Linked DNA regions of Sus scrofa: region 2 is linked to region 1. Evidence: chromatin contacts called from public HiChIP or PLAC-seq data. All regions are on one chromosome and are shown on one strand. Each heading gives the region's core, a stretch centred on a gene start, on an enhancer-like site or on the middle of the called end of the contact. The rest is flanking DNA. Distances are from core to core; before and after follow the strand shown.

What was found. HiChIP or PLAC-seq counts read pairs in DNA pulled down with a chosen protein or histone mark.
Region 2: a contact with region 1 is called in an H3K27ac HiChIP or PLAC-seq map of skeletal muscle. The contact joins two enhancer-like sites. A contact is called at or near these places in 1 of 5 promoter capture datasets (liver), 2 of 47 Hi-C or Micro-C datasets (embryonic fibroblasts and epiblast stem cells) and 1 of 2 datasets of contacts at active chromatin or transcription factors (skeletal muscle).

The regions. Positions count from the first base shown.
Region 1 is chr9:53,449,429-53,456,228 of Sscrofa11.1, forward strand. It overlaps a transcript of ST3GAL4 not described here. Among named protein-coding and RNA genes, the nearest start is that of ST3GAL4, 23 kb to the right of the region's middle. Within about 2 kb of position 4,928, at least 25 of the 83 cell types and tissues checked have an H3K27ac peak or open chromatin away from gene starts, as enhancers often do. A contact at or near this core is called in skeletal muscle, where this site is marked.
Region 2 is chr9:53,539,812-53,547,508 of Sscrofa11.1, forward strand. All of the region lies in intron 5 of KIRREL3 (kin of IRRE-like protein 3), which reads right to left. Among named protein-coding and RNA genes, the nearest start is that of ST3GAL4, 68 kb to the left of the region's middle. Within about 2 kb of position 2,035, at least 7 of the 83 cell types and tissues checked have an H3K27ac peak or open chromatin away from gene starts, as enhancers often do. A contact at or near this core is called in skeletal muscle, where this site is marked.

The sequences.
Region 1 (6,800 bases), core at 3,678-6,177:
GCTATCCACTTATTTTCATCCCTTCGTGTAAGTGCACATAACCCTTTCATTAAGCCCGTTTGTAATTGAAGATGTGGAGGCTCAGAGAAATTGAACCACTTGGCCAAGGTCACACAGCTCCTAATCAGCCGACCTGGGACTCACACCTAGGCCTGTTTCCAAAACCTGCACTTTTCAGCCCTGTTCTCTTCGGCTGCTCAAGCTCGTCTTACTCCGTCCTGTGACCCTTGAAGAGGCCGAGGCTCAGAGGTGTGAAAGGGTTTGCTCAAGGCCACAGGATGTTGGTGACAAAGGGGAACACAGTCCTCCTAATGCCCAGCCCAGAGCTCTGTGCGACCCTGAGCCCCACATCTGGCCCTGCTGTTCCTGGCTCCCTGTCCCCCGAGTCCAGGCCCCGGGCTCCTCTCAGCTGGGCAGGGCCTGTTCGCCTTCCTTCCTCCCCGCTGCGGCCCCTCCGAGCCCTTGCCAGCCCCCACCTCTCCCACTTTCCCGCCGGTAATTGCTTCCATCTGGCCTGTCCGCTGGTTCCTCTTCCTTGAAAATGCAGCTCCCCGGCTGCTGCCCACAAGGCTGCAAGACCTCATCTACCACCGCAGTGACACATGGGGAAGGGGAGGAGTCCCAAGGGGTCTGAGCCCGGGGGACCCTGCCAAGGTGGCTGCTCCTGGCGTCTGGCCTCCCCAGATTCCCGCCAGGCTGCAGCATCTTTGCTCCTGGGCTCTCCTGGCCCCCGTCCTGGCTCAAGGCCAGAGAGGCCCCTCGAAGACCTGCTTCCCCTGTGCCCCTTAGAGGTCGCTCAGGTCAGGAGGAGGGAGGCTGGGTCAGGAGGGGACAGTGGGAGAGATGTAGGAGCCAGCAGGGGCCCACCCTGGGAACCCATGGCTCAAGGGTCATGGGAAGGGAGCAAAGCAGGAGACAGGTGGTGGCAGAGACCGAGGGACCCAGGACATCTGGGCAAGTGAGAGTAGTTGATACAGAAATAGCAGAACTAGAGATGAGCTTCACATTTTGTTGTGATAGAAGATGAAACGTGCACATGTAGTGGTGTGTGCCTCGGCCTCGGCTGGGTGGGGAGGGACCCAGGTCCTCAGTGTGGTCATCTGGAGGTTTCAGGAGCAGACCTCTGCTTCTGGAGGGGGCAAGTGCCGTATTGCCGAACATGTTCAAGCTTGGACCCATGACCTTGACGGGGATGGTGCAGAGGTGTTGCAGGCATTGGAGGGCACATTTGTGGTGTGGGATGGGTTTGAAAACTTGCAAGGCTTTTTCTTCCCTGAGATTTTAGGGGTTTGTATAACCTCCCGGAAGCTCTCATGTTTGTTGCCGTGTTCTTCATGCCTGACATGATGTCTAGCAAATAATAAGTGCTTAGTAAATATTTGTATGATGAGTGGATGGAGGATGGAGGTCGAGTATTCTGACCTTGTCCTCACTGTGCCCCTGCTTCGCTTTTCCCTCTTTTCTTGGGGCAAAGGGAGAAGAGTTTCCCTTTTGACAGCTGAGCTCTTTGTCCAAGGGCCTGGCCCTGCAGCCCATTCAGACACCACAGAGGCAGGCAGGAGACCTGGGGGGTGGGGGTGGGGGGGGCAGGAGTCTGCCCCCCCTCCCCCGAGGGCCTCCCCCCATTCCCCATCCTGGGCCAGCTGATCACATTCCCGCCCCTGTCCTTCCTCCTCAGCCCAGCCTTCAGGACTTTGCACAGCCTGATCCTAACATTCCCTGCTGTCCCTATGTCAGCTCTCTCTTTATTTGGGTCCAAGAAAAGCACCCCCCGGGGTGGAACCCTTTCAGGTGTCATTTCAGGAGTGGGGAAAACTCAGGAGTCGGGGTGGGTTGCCCCTGGCCTTGCTTCAACCCAAACAGTTTCCTTCTTCCACTGCATGGTGATTTTCCACATAAAATGTTTTTCTTTTCTTTTTTTTTTAGGGCCGCACCTGCAGCATGTGTTAGTTCCCAGGCTAGGGGTCAAATCAGAGCTATAGCTGCCAGCGTACACCACAGCCATAGCCATGCCAGATCTGAGCCACATCTTTGACCTCCACTGTAGCTCATGGCAATGCCAGATCCTTAACCCACTGAGCAAGGCCAGGGATCGAACCCACATCCTTATGGATGCTTTACAGCCGAGCAACAAGGGGAACTCCTCTTTTTAAAAAAATTTTTTTTTCATTAAGGTATAGCTGATTTACAATGTTCCTACAATTTCTTCTGTACAGAAAAGTGACCCAGCCACCCATACATACATGTTGGTTGTTTTTTGTTTTTGTTTTTGTTTTTTGTTTTTTGTTTTTTTTTTTCCATTTTCCATCATGTTCTAACACAAGAGACTGGATAGAGTTCCCTGTGCTGTACAGCAGGACCCCATCATCTGTCTGTTCTAAATGTAACTGTCTGCATCTACCAACCCCAAAGTCCCCCACCGTCCCCCTCCCTCCCCGCCTCCCCTGGCAAACACAAGTCTGCCCTCCATGTCCATGATCTGTTTCTGTTTTGTAGATAGATTGTTTGTGCCATATCTTACACATAAGATTTCATTTGAAAGTGGGACAAAGGGTGTCTTGGCTTAAAAATATTTTTATTTGGGTATTCCCTGGTGTGGATCTGGTGTTGCCACTACTGTGACTTGGGTCTTGCTATAGAGCAGGTTTTATCCCCGGCCCAGAAACTTCCACTTGCTGTGAGTACAGACAAACTTTTTTTTTTTTTTTTCCATTTGAAAACCCCCATTGGGTTCCAGTAGGACTGTTCTTACTTCCCCAGCCATGTGTTTTCAGCTCCTCGCCTCTGCTCCCACTGTCCCCTGACAGTGGCTTGGGCCCAGTTGGCAGCCCGCTTTCTACATGGCAGATGTCTTCAGCATCCTGCATGGGCCTGCTCTGAGGCCTCTTTGATGGCCATGTACACTTGTCACTTCCCCTGTTCCCTCCACTCTCCCCCGACAGGTACTAACTTGTGACATCAGGGGACCCTGTTCCCCATGGGCCCAGAGGGGCTCAGATGGGGCTGGGAGGGCAGGGCTCTGAGACGGGTGGATTGTGTGCTTTCCCAGGCTGCACAGCCTTGGATCCGACAGAGCCTCTGTTTCTCCTCTGAGCAACTCACACTTGTGAATGTTTCAGATAACATCTCAGCGCCCGGGGTCCAGCCCTATAAATGCCCAGTGGTGGGCTTTCTGTGATTCAGGGCAGGGCCCAGAGATGGAAGAGTGCCTTCCTCCCTGGCCAGCAACCCAGGCAGGTGGACTTTGTTGCCTCTGTCTGCTCCCAGCTGTGTGGCCTCAGGCAGGTCTGGGGCTTTGGTTCGCCATCAGATTCTCCATCTGACAGTTGGACTAATAGCATCTGCTGAGGCTCCTGGGATCATGGATGATAGCCATGTACAGGCTGGCAGTGTGGGTCGCTCAGAGGTCTGGGCTGATGTTTAGACTGTAGCGTAGGACCTGCCACTATCTTACTCCCGTTGAATCCCCAGCACCCAGCACCGCGCACAGTATCCTGTAGTAGCTCTTTCCTTTTGCAAAGGAGGGTGCTGGGATTCAGAAAAATACCTTGCTGTTTAGGGTCACAGAGCGACCCTACCCCAGTCAGGGGCTACCTCAGGAGCAGCCCTGGACCTCTCTGGAGCTCCATCCCACCTCTGCCCTCATCTGTCCCTTCTCTGAGGCCCTGGTTTGTCCTCCAGGTTCTAAATATCTGGGATTGTTGAGGCTGAAACCCCCGGGGCGGGGCTGACAGTGGGACTGGGTGGGGTGGGGCCAGTGCTCTGGAAACGCCCCTCCCTCCCTGTCCTGCTTTTCCTTGACCTGCTGTCCCTCACTGAGAGGGTGTGTGAGGGCTGCTGGGGGGTTCGTGGAGGGGAGCTAGCTCAGAGGCTGTGTGGGCCCTTCTCTCCACACTGGGTCCTCTTTCCCTTCCTTTATTTATTTTTTTTTGTCTTTTTTGTCTTTTTAGGGGCGCACGTGGGGTATATGGAGGTTTTCAGGCTAGGGATCCAATCAGAGCTGTAGCTGACGGCCTACACCACAGCCACAGCAACATGGGATCCGAGCCGCGTCTGCGACCTACCTACACCATAGCTCATGGCAACCCGGGATCCTTAACCTGCTGAGCGAGGCCAGAGATTGAACCCACAACCTCATGGTTCCTAGTCAGATTCATTTCTGCTGCTCCACAACACCAGCTCCCCTCTTTCCCTTCCTTTAGAGTTCTCTCTCCTCCCGTTATCCCTCTTCGTCCATGCCTGTCTCCTCTTCTTTCCCTTCCCTGTCTCCCCCGCCCCTCCCCAGGCCTCGGCTTCCACCCTGCCCTGCCTCACGAGGTGGCTGGGCTTCGGGTGGGTGTCCTGCAGGCTGTGAAGGTTCAGGAGCACTTTCTTTTGCTGGCAGCCTCAGCATTTTGAGTGAGATGCTCTTCCAGCCGTTGGGTCTGGTGAAGGGACAGAGCCCGCCCCAAATGTGGAGGGCTCTGATCTTAAGCTCAGCTTCCCGGGTCCTCAGCACCTTCTTGGCCATCTTCCTGGGCAGGAAGGTGGGATCTGGTCCCGGAGCCAGAGAGCCTCCAAGGAAGAGCCGGCTGGTGGAGCTTCTCTGGGCTCTGACTTCTGCCCTCTGCCCTCCTCTCTCCAGAGCACAATCTTTTTCCCCCAAAGGTACCTGCTGGGATGGAGGAGGCTGGCCAGAGCAGGGAGGAGATTTCTGCTCAGATGCTTTCCAGGTGAGCACATACAGCGAGAGTGTGTGTGTGAGAGAGAGTTCGCACACACGCTATAAGTGTGCAAATGAGTGTGTACATGGGTTGTGTGGCAGAGAAGACACAGGCCTGTATCCATGTATGCAGAAGAAGGGGGTGCACTGGTATGGGTCTGGGCCCCCCTCCAGGCCTTCACTGTGCAGCTCTGCTCTTAGCCCAGATCTCTCGCCTCTGGGCTTTGCACTGAGGCTTTGCTCTGTCTTGGGGGCCAGCTGGTCCCCTGCTGTGGTCTCACGCAGTGGTGACTGATCCCTGGCCACCCATTCAGCTGCCTGGGGGCCTTGGGACCGGTGTTTGCCCCCACCTCCCCAAATGGAGGCGTGTGGGGGCTTCCTGCCCGACGTCTCAACTCTGCCAAGGCGGAGGGAATGGAGAACAGCTGCGCTGGCTGAGCCCGGCTCTCCGTATGGATTTGGTTTGACAACAAAGCTCCCTCTGTGTGTTCTCAGGCCCCTTACATAACCAGGGCCGGGGAGGCAGGCAGGAGGCGTTGGAGACGGGGACAAGGAGACACCAGGATGGGGTGGCTGGAAAGGGGACAGGGGCTGGGAGGAGAGGGGAGGGCAGTGAGAGAGATCGACCACTGAGAGGGAGGGTGAGTGGGAAGAGGGAGGAGAAGCGCCATGGTTCCACTTTCTGCCTCCCTGGGTGGGAAGAACACCGATTGTGGGGTCCTCTGACCTTGACCTGTTGATGCCTCGCCTTCCTTTCTGGGGCCCCACCTGTCAGCCCTGGACCTGCCGAGGTCAGGGCTGTGTGCCCTTCGGGGAGGGAGGCCAGACAGGGCTTGGGGCTGGGCCTGAGAGGTGTCCTATCCCCCCCTGTAACCCATCACGTTCCTTAAAGAGGGACTCATTCTCTGCCCTGGCCTCAGGCCTTCTGCTCCCTCCTCCTAGGCCCCGGGCCTGGCTCCGGAAGCCCCTCTGGCTACTCTGTCTAAAGTGCTGCTGAGGCTGAGGGTGTGCTGACCGCAGCCTCTGCCTCTACCCCTAAGGTGGCCCCAGGCTTTCCAGCTCCTCAGCCTCCATCTCTTCAGAGGCCCTGTGGCCCTGTCCCCTGTGCGCCACCTCCCTCTGAATAATCAGATGTTCTCTTCTCACCGCCACTGTCCCTGCAGCTGTCCAAATAGAGCCCGAAGAAAATGTTCTCTTTCCAGAACAGCTGGACTGACAGGCCGGGAAGGCCAGGTGAGCTGGCCAGGCTTGGCTGTGTTCTTGGGGGTGGGAGGCACCCTGATCCTGACAGCCCTTCGGCAGCAGGGAGCAATCCCACCTTCAGATGCCTGCAGCCGGGGCCGGTGGTGGCTTGGTCTCTTGGGTCTTCTCAGGGTCTGCGGCTCCTCTGTGCCTTAGTTTCTCCAAGTGCTCTGGCACCAGGTGTCCTTGCAAAGAGCCCCAGTTGTGATCTGGCCCTGAGGGTGGTGCTTGTCCCCAGACCACAGAGGACTAACCGTTCCCGTTCTTCCAGCCTGAGAACAAGGGTGGCTCCTAAAAGGGCAGAGAGAAGCTGCTGGCAAGGCCTGGGATTTTTCTGGGTGTGAATGACAGAGAACCCGGGGTTCTGGCTCTTGGCTTGACATCCCCTCGGCACCACCCTCCATTAGATTTACGGCGTCTTCCCAGGGACATTCTGCGGGACCCCAGGCCAGCGAGCAGTTTCGGGGAGAGGCAGTTGGGTTGGGCAAGGCCCAAACTGGCTGAGCAAGCCCTAGGCTCTGGAATCCTCAGTCCCGCGGCCCTAACTGCCCCAGACCTGCCCTCTCTTCACTTCCCCAGGACTGGGTGCCAGGATGATGCTGGAATTGCTAATGCCTCAGGGCTTGAGCCCACAAGGGCTTGAACAGGGCAGGAGGTGGCAGGGGAGGGCCGAGGAGTTTCCTGGATTTGCTTGTGGGAAGATCAAGTTTAGGCGCAGGTGCAGAGAGGCTGGGACAGGCCAGGAGGATGGTGAGTGAGCCGTGGGTGCTGGCGGAGGTGCCCTCCAGCAGCGCAGCGGCCTCTGCCCCCCTGCCTGACCTTAGCCACAGGCTACCCCAGGACATCCCCCCAACCC
Region 2 (7,697 bases), core at 785-3,284, 87 kb after region 1:
TGGCATGTGTGGGCCTCTCAAGTGGGGCGTGATTAGGGAAAGTGCCCTAAATCAGAGGCCAAAGCAGGAAGGCCGTCCTTTTCCTGGTTTTATTTCCTCAGATACAAAAGGTGAAAGTACAGCAGGGCCCCTGGACCGGTCCCCTGGCACTGACATTTCACGGGGCCTGAGACAGGGGTTCTCAACCTCGGCTGTATCTTACAACAGTCTGGAAGAGATTTCAAGTGTCCCGTTGCAGGCCACACCCCGACTGGCTAAATTCCCCATCACTGGAGGTGGACCCGAGCATCAGGGCTTTTTAAAGTCCCAGAGGATTCTGCTGGGTGACCAGGTTTGAGAACGGACTGTCTCTGGGCCTTTGCTCAGCGTAACCTCCTGTGATCACAGGCAGAGGAGGCCTTTCCTAAGTGTGAGGGCAGTGAGGGGCCAGGCCCTTCCTTCCTGCTTCTTTAGTGCTGTGTTTTGGGATACAGGGTTAGAGGAGGGGAGAGGGGAGTGGGTCTGTGCTGCTTGAGTGCTCAGGCACACACATGCATGCGCGCACACACACACACACACACACACCCTCAGAATGGGTCCTGATTACATCTTCCTGAATAAGTGGTTATCGCGCTGGTTATTCATGTAACCATGCATTATTGATCGGCCTTCGCCTCGGTGCACACCAGATGGGGTAGGAGGGGGTGCGGATGGGGCTGATGTGCGGGGGCGGTGGGGGAGGAGTGGGGAGGTTTGGGGGCCAGCCGGCTGAATAGAAATCAACAGTGGCTCTTGGCAGCTGCAGCTCTGATGGGAGGTGGGGGTGATTCATTACCCCTCCATTCAGACTGGGGCCCAGAGCTGAGGGGCCAGGAGGGGAGAAAGCCTGGAACAGCCCGAGCCTGGAGATGCATTATTCATAACCCCCCTCCCAGGACTGGTTATTATCCCGAACCACTATAGAGCTTGGTCTCCTAATTTTTAATCACAGGGAAGGTGGAAGCGTTAGCCTTTTGTGATTAATCCGGAGATAAAAATAGTTGACTGTTTTGGTGTTGTCTTGTTGTCAGTCAGGAAAAAAAATGCATTAACTGTTGGGTGACTGAGGCCTGGGCGGACCTGTGTGGATCCCAGGCAAAGTTGGTCCCCAGAGCTGGAAGCCAGCCCGGGGATCCCACCCTGCCTCGGACAGGGCTGGCAGGAGTAGGGGGGCTGTCTCCTCGGAGCTGCTCGTGGCAGGGACACATCGTGTGAGTTAGGGGTCCACAGTCACAGGGTGGCTGGCTCTTTGCCGTTTCCCCTCCTGTCATCTGGGATCCGGGCAGCCATCTGGGGGTCTTTCTCCTTGCTCTGCCCCTCTCTGGCCACCAGTCTGGCGGATGGTGCCACCGGCGAGGTGGGCAGGGTGGGCACCCGCTCCCCTTGTGTGGAAGGGATTCCCTGAGGACCTTCTCCCAGCTCTGCTGCCAAGGGCAAGGGGGCTGGCGTGGAGGGGCAGGCAGGGAGGCACAGACAGAGGGGCCAGGAGGCCAAGGGAGAGCTGCCCGGCTCCAGCTGGGAGGTAAAGCTGTCCTTTCTTAGGCATGAGGGTTCTTTACACCCTTTCACAGAAACAAGGGCTTTTGTGGTGAAAAGTTGTATAGAACCAGCCCCACTGCTGTCACCAAGGAGTGCTCCTCTGATCAGAAAGCCTTGGATTTCTGGACCAGAGCAAAAGCTAGGGGTGACCACCTGACCGTCCTTCCCACAGGACATCAACTGGACAGAGAGCAGAATGGAGCTGGGCCCAGAGGCCTTCCACTTCCTTCTGGAACAGCTTGTTGCTTCTGGGCGCAGCTCCTTTGACACCCTGGTGTGGGTTTGCCCGGAGAGGCTGGGAAAATGCCCTCAGTACCAGGTCCAGGTGTTCTGATGGGGGTTTTCTCCAAACTCCAGTGGGTCACCTGAGGGGCCCCCTCTGGGCTGCCAGGATTTCCCAAATGCTCAGTCAGCCTAGATGGCTGCTCTCCAGACATGGCGATGGGACACACCTGCTGACAGAGATCAGCTGCGCGGACACGCAGCTCATGTTACCAGTGGCAGCTGAACCGGTCGGGAGGTCAGCCATGTGGTCCTCTGGCCCCCAATAGCTCCGGGGCACCTCCTAGATGCCAAGCTCTGTGGAGGGCAGGCCCAGGTCTTGGTCGCCTTATGCACGGTGCATTCTCCACAAGCAGTCAGTTCAAAACACTGTCTGCTGGTGTCCCTGCTCTGCTCCAAGCTCTCCGGGGTGGGGGGACAAGGGCCTCTGGATGCTCCCGGGACGTAAGGTGAACTTCTCTCCATTGCCCACAAGCACCTGCACCCAGGCCCCAGCGCGCCTCTGGGACATGGGTCTGTTCCAGCCATTTCACCCTCACCACGTCCCACCCCCACAGCCTTTCTGTCTGGAAGGCTCTTTTCTGCGTCCTTGTCCTGCCAGTTTCTTCCTGTCAATGACGGTGCAGCTTAAATGTCACATCCTCAGTGAGGCCCAGCCACCCTGCTCAACAGCCCCTCAATTACTCTCCATCACGCCAGCCCGCTTCTTTTTTCTTTATCCCTGGGTTCGTTTGTTATCATCCCTTATGGAAAGAAGGCTCCCTGACAACAAAGAAAGACCTTACCTGGGAGGTCCCGTTGTGGCTCAGCGGGTTAAGAACCTGACTAGGATCCATGAGGATGTGGGTTTGATCCCACGTCTCGTTCAGTGGCGTAAGGATCTGGCGTTGCCCTGAGCTATGGCATAGGTAGCAAACGCAGCTTAGATCCCATGTTGCTGTGGTTGTGGTGTAGGCCAGCAACTGCAGCTCCAATTCGACCCCTAACCTGGAAACTTGCATAAGCCGCAGGTGCAGCCCTACAAGCCAAATAAAATAAAATTTACAAAGACCTTATCTGTCTTGGTCACTGCAGTATGGCCTTATTCAGATCCGTGGCTGGCATACAGTAGCTGCTCAGTGAATGTTTATGAATGAATCTGTGAAAGATCCCTGGATGAGTGGTCTGTCATGGACATTTGCTTCTGGGGCCAGCAGTTTTTATGCTGTGTGTAGGGGGGTGCTGGGTAGAGTTGGGGGTGGCAGATGAGTGTGTATTGGGGCGGGATGGGCAGCTGGGGCAGCTGTGTAGGAACTCATTATGGTGGGACCTGGGGGACCTGGCTGTTTCCTGCCATTTCTGGAGAGGGGAAGCCTGAGTGGGGAGGACTTGGGGTGGTGGTTCTCGGCCTGATTTCTCGTTAGCACCAGGCGCCTTGGTTAGGGACATCCCCGGCAGGGTGGCAGAGAGCTTCTGGCTTGGAGCAAAGAGGAGGTTTGCCATGAAAGGTGCTAGTCCTGGCATCAGCGTTCAGCCCTGGGCCCCCGGGGAGTGGGGGAGGGTTGGGAGCAGGCTGAGTTGGTGCTGGGGGTGGGAGAGCTGACTGGAGGGGCAGGGGACGCCTCTGGGCCCATCCTAACCAACACCTCCCACACTTTCAGAACCTTCCTCCCCGTGTCCTGGGTGCACAGGGAGCCAGCTTTCCTTCCTTTCCTTTTACTCTTCCTCCATGTCTTTGTATTTATTTTTTTCTTTTAGGGCCTCACCCACGGCACATGGATGTTCCCAGGCTAGGGGTCGAATCAGGGCTACAGCTACTGGCCTATCCCACAGCCAAAGCAGCACAGGATCCAAGCTGAGTCTGTGACCTACACCACAGCTCATGGCAATGCCGGATCCTTAGTCCACTGAATAAGGCCAGGGATAGAACCTGCATCGTCATGGATACTAGTCGGGTTCATTGCCACTGAGCCACAATGGGAACTCCCCCTCCCTGTCTTTCTTTCAGTCTCTTCTATGTCACAGTCTGAACATACATAGTAAAACCAGACACAGCCTGCCCTCCTGGAGGGGATAAAGAGAACTTGGTTACTCAAAGTGTGTGCCTGGGACAGACCTGCAGCCTCTGTGTCACCAGGGAGCTTATGAGAAACCCAGAAGCTTGTCCACCATGGGACCTCCTGAATCTGAATCTGTGATAATTTGTATCTACATTAATGTCCAAGATAATTTGTATCTATATTAATGTCTAATCCCCACTGCTTTCAGGGGTTCCTTGGATGATTACTAACTGATGAGAGCTTTGAGAAAAGGCTCAGTGGACAATGAGAACACCTATGGGGCCCTTGGTCCCTTGGTTGGCACCTCGTGACTCCCTGGGCTAGTGACTCCCTGGGCTAGTGCACTGCTATGGGATACTGGATTTGAAGGCAGACTCCAGGATGAATGTGTTTCGTAACTGGTTCCGTTGCAGGGTGGTTCTTGAACTTGGGATGATGGAGTCCTTCTTTTCTGGATCACTCTTAGGCATTCTTCCAGATTTAGCTAAGGTGTTGCCCAGTCCATAAGGTCTTTCTGGAATCTCCTGGTTGGACCAAGTGATTTTTGTCTTTGAGCCTCTATCACGCTGGGTATCCTTCTGTCTCTATATCTCACCTCTTCTATGGAAATGATCCGCAGGTGTTTGTCTCCCCTAGCCTGCAATCTCAACCATCCTGGTTGTTGCCACCAGGCCGAGAGCCTGCTGCTCCAGGGACTGGGGACATCCCATATGTGTCTGTTGAGCTGAACCTGGCTTCAGTCTATCCTTTTACAAACTGTATGATTGTGGGCGAGTTACCTAACCTGACAACATTAGCCCTCTTATCTGGGAAGTGGGGCAATAAAGACACCTGCAGGGTTGTTGTGACAATTACCTTTATCATATGAAGGTATGTAAAGGGCTAGACAAATATTATTAATGTTTACGTTTTTTTTTTTTTTTTGCCTTTTTAGGGCCACACCCACATAATATGGAGGTTCCCAGGCTAGCGGTCGAATCGGAGCTGCAGCCTCCAGCCTACACCATAGCCACAGCAATGCCAGATCTGGGCCACATCTGCTGTGACATCTATGCTGCAGCTTGCAGCAACACCACTGAATGAGTACAGGGATTCAACCTGAATCCTCATGGATACTAGGTGGGTTCTTAACCTGGTAAGCCACAATGGGAACTCTGATTATTAATGTCTACTTTTTAAGAATAATACTTAGTTTTGTTTATGTGGATGGCACTGGGCCAAGGTGCCTTCTTGTTTTATTCTAAGTACCCTTTGAAATAGGTGCTATTAGGATCTCTATGTCATAGATTAGGAAACTGGGGCTCAGAGAGGGCAAATTACTCAGCAGGTAAGGGGTAGAGTTAGAACTTAAATGCAGGTTTACTCACTAGTCAGCAGACCGCACACCTGCCTATGAAGCTGGGGCAGCACCTCACAGCCTTTGCCATCAACCCTCCAGCCTTCATCCAGACCCTTTATCCCTAGGCATTAGGACCCTGCATTACCATCCCCCAGCCTGATTTCAGAGGGCGTGGGGAAGCATTGGTGGGCTTGTAGTTTGTGATCAGAGATGTGTGCTAAGGGAGCGGAGGAATGATTTTTGCCCTTCAGATCCTCCTATTTCTCACTTTTGTCATTCTGCCTTGCGGTCAGGTTCTTGGCCCCGGTGTCATTCCAGGCTCCAGCTTCCTCGCGCACATCGATGCACCACCTAATGGCCAAAGTGCAGAACTGCACATAATTGCCAATGCGCAGAACTGTCTTGTAAATACAGGACTGGCATGTGCCAGTTTTTAAGGGTGTGCTTCTCACTTCCAGCTCAACATGCTTTCAGAAAATCCGTATTGAGTGCCTACGATGTGCCAGGCCCTAGTCAAAGCACTAAGGACATAAAAATCTCCCCCCAGTGAGTTTACATTCTAGTTGAGAGACAGACAATAAATGGACACGTGCATAGCACAGTGATGGGTGTTGGTACATACTAAAGAGAAATAAGACTGGGTGGGGAATAGAGAAATTCTAAGTTGGCCTCCAGGGCTCTCTTCTGGCTTTCTCCCATTCTCTCTGGCTGCTGCTGTAACTGGTGGTCTTCCCCAGGGTGTGCTTTTCCTGGCATAAGGTATTCTCTATCCTACCCACGGAGACGCACTTGGCCAACATCTGCATGCTGGTAAGTCCCAAACAGGCAAAACCTGTATTGTGGGGAATGGCACCACCATTCAATTACTGAAGCCAAAAGTCCGCATGTCTTTCTGGGTTCTAGTCTCCTTCATCTGGCATTGCTAACTATCCTGGCTAAAGCTCTGAAATCTCTCTTGAATTTGCCTCTCCTTTTCCTTCCTTAATAGTCTTCCCCCCAGCTCATGTCCTCATCATTTCTTGCTTGGGTCACAATACCTAATACCCTCTCCCCCAACCTCCACACTCTCCCAGGGTGATCTTGACAAAAGTTCGGTCATTCATCCAGCCATTCAATTGTTCATTCACTCACCATCTGCCAACTATCTAGCATTCCTTTGTCTTCAAATCTTTCACAGGTCCATCCAGATAAAGTCTGAACTTCTTGGTTCCTGCCAACCTCGCCTGCCTCATTCTCCATCACTTCTTAACAATTTATTCTTGTGGATAAGAATCACTTGCAATTGTTTCCCCACTTGTCACTTTCCCTTTCCTTTGCCCACTTGAAGGTCAGGCAGCTTTGATTCGAACGCCGAATCCTACATTTACTAGCTTGTGGCCATGGGCGTTTCTCAGCCTCTCTGTGCCTCAGTTCCCCCATTAGTAAAATAGAAAATATAATAAACCCAGACTTGCTGTGTAGCTGCCAGGATCAAGTGAGACCCAAAGTGGGCAAACACTTAATAAATGGTCCAGTGTTGTATACATGTTATTTGTTCTCCAAGCAGACTGGGCTCATTTCCTTGAAAGATGGTGTGAGGGTGCCTGGGGCTTAAATGTCTGGTGCTCTGTCTCCTTGGGGACACAGAGGTCTCTCTCCATTTCCCCTGCCCCATCCTCACGAGACATGGGGTGAAGACCCTGCTGTTCCCCGGGGCTGGTCTCCTGCCTTGTCTGCCTGTCCTTCCTCCCTCTCTGTCCCCCCACGTTCTATGTCCACGAGAGGGTGGCCATTGTGCCAGAAAGCTGTAAAGCAGTGCCCAGCTGACCCCACGCAGACAGAGGTGAGCCAGCTCCATTGAGCTTGGTCAAGTCCCTGATGGGCAGAATCGTTAAGTTTGGAGTGGTTTTTTTGTTTTGTTTTGTTTTGTTTTGTTTTGCTTTTTAGGGCCACACCCAAGGCATATGGAGGTTCCTGGGTTATGGATCTAATTGGAGCTACAGCTGTTGGCCTAGGCCATAGCCACAGAAACGGCAGATGTGAGAATATTTGCGATCTGAGTGAAGTCAGGGCTCGAACCCGAAACCTCATGGTTCCTAGTCGGATTCACTTCCACTGTGCCATGACGGGAACATCTGGAGCAGTTTCTTAAGTAGCAAAAGCTATTAACTGATATGCTCAGTAGGAACCTACTGCTCCTGAAAGACTGCCCAGAGCTCTGGGCTCCTCAGCACTGGGCCCCCTAGTAGTGACTCTCTACTCCGCTCCAGCTCCTTTCCACCTCCACTGTGGCCAGGTGACTGTCCTACAGGCTCCATCTTCGCTTCTCCAAGGTTCATGGCTCCTGCTGTTCCGGGGTAAAACCCAGTTCCTCAGCAGGGAGCGCATCCAAGGCTCTCTACAATGAGGCCTTCTCTCTCCAGCTCTCTCTCACGTGCTTCCGTTGCACGGGTCTGTTCCCCTCTCCGCAAGGATAGCCTGACCTTCACAACTACATGCTT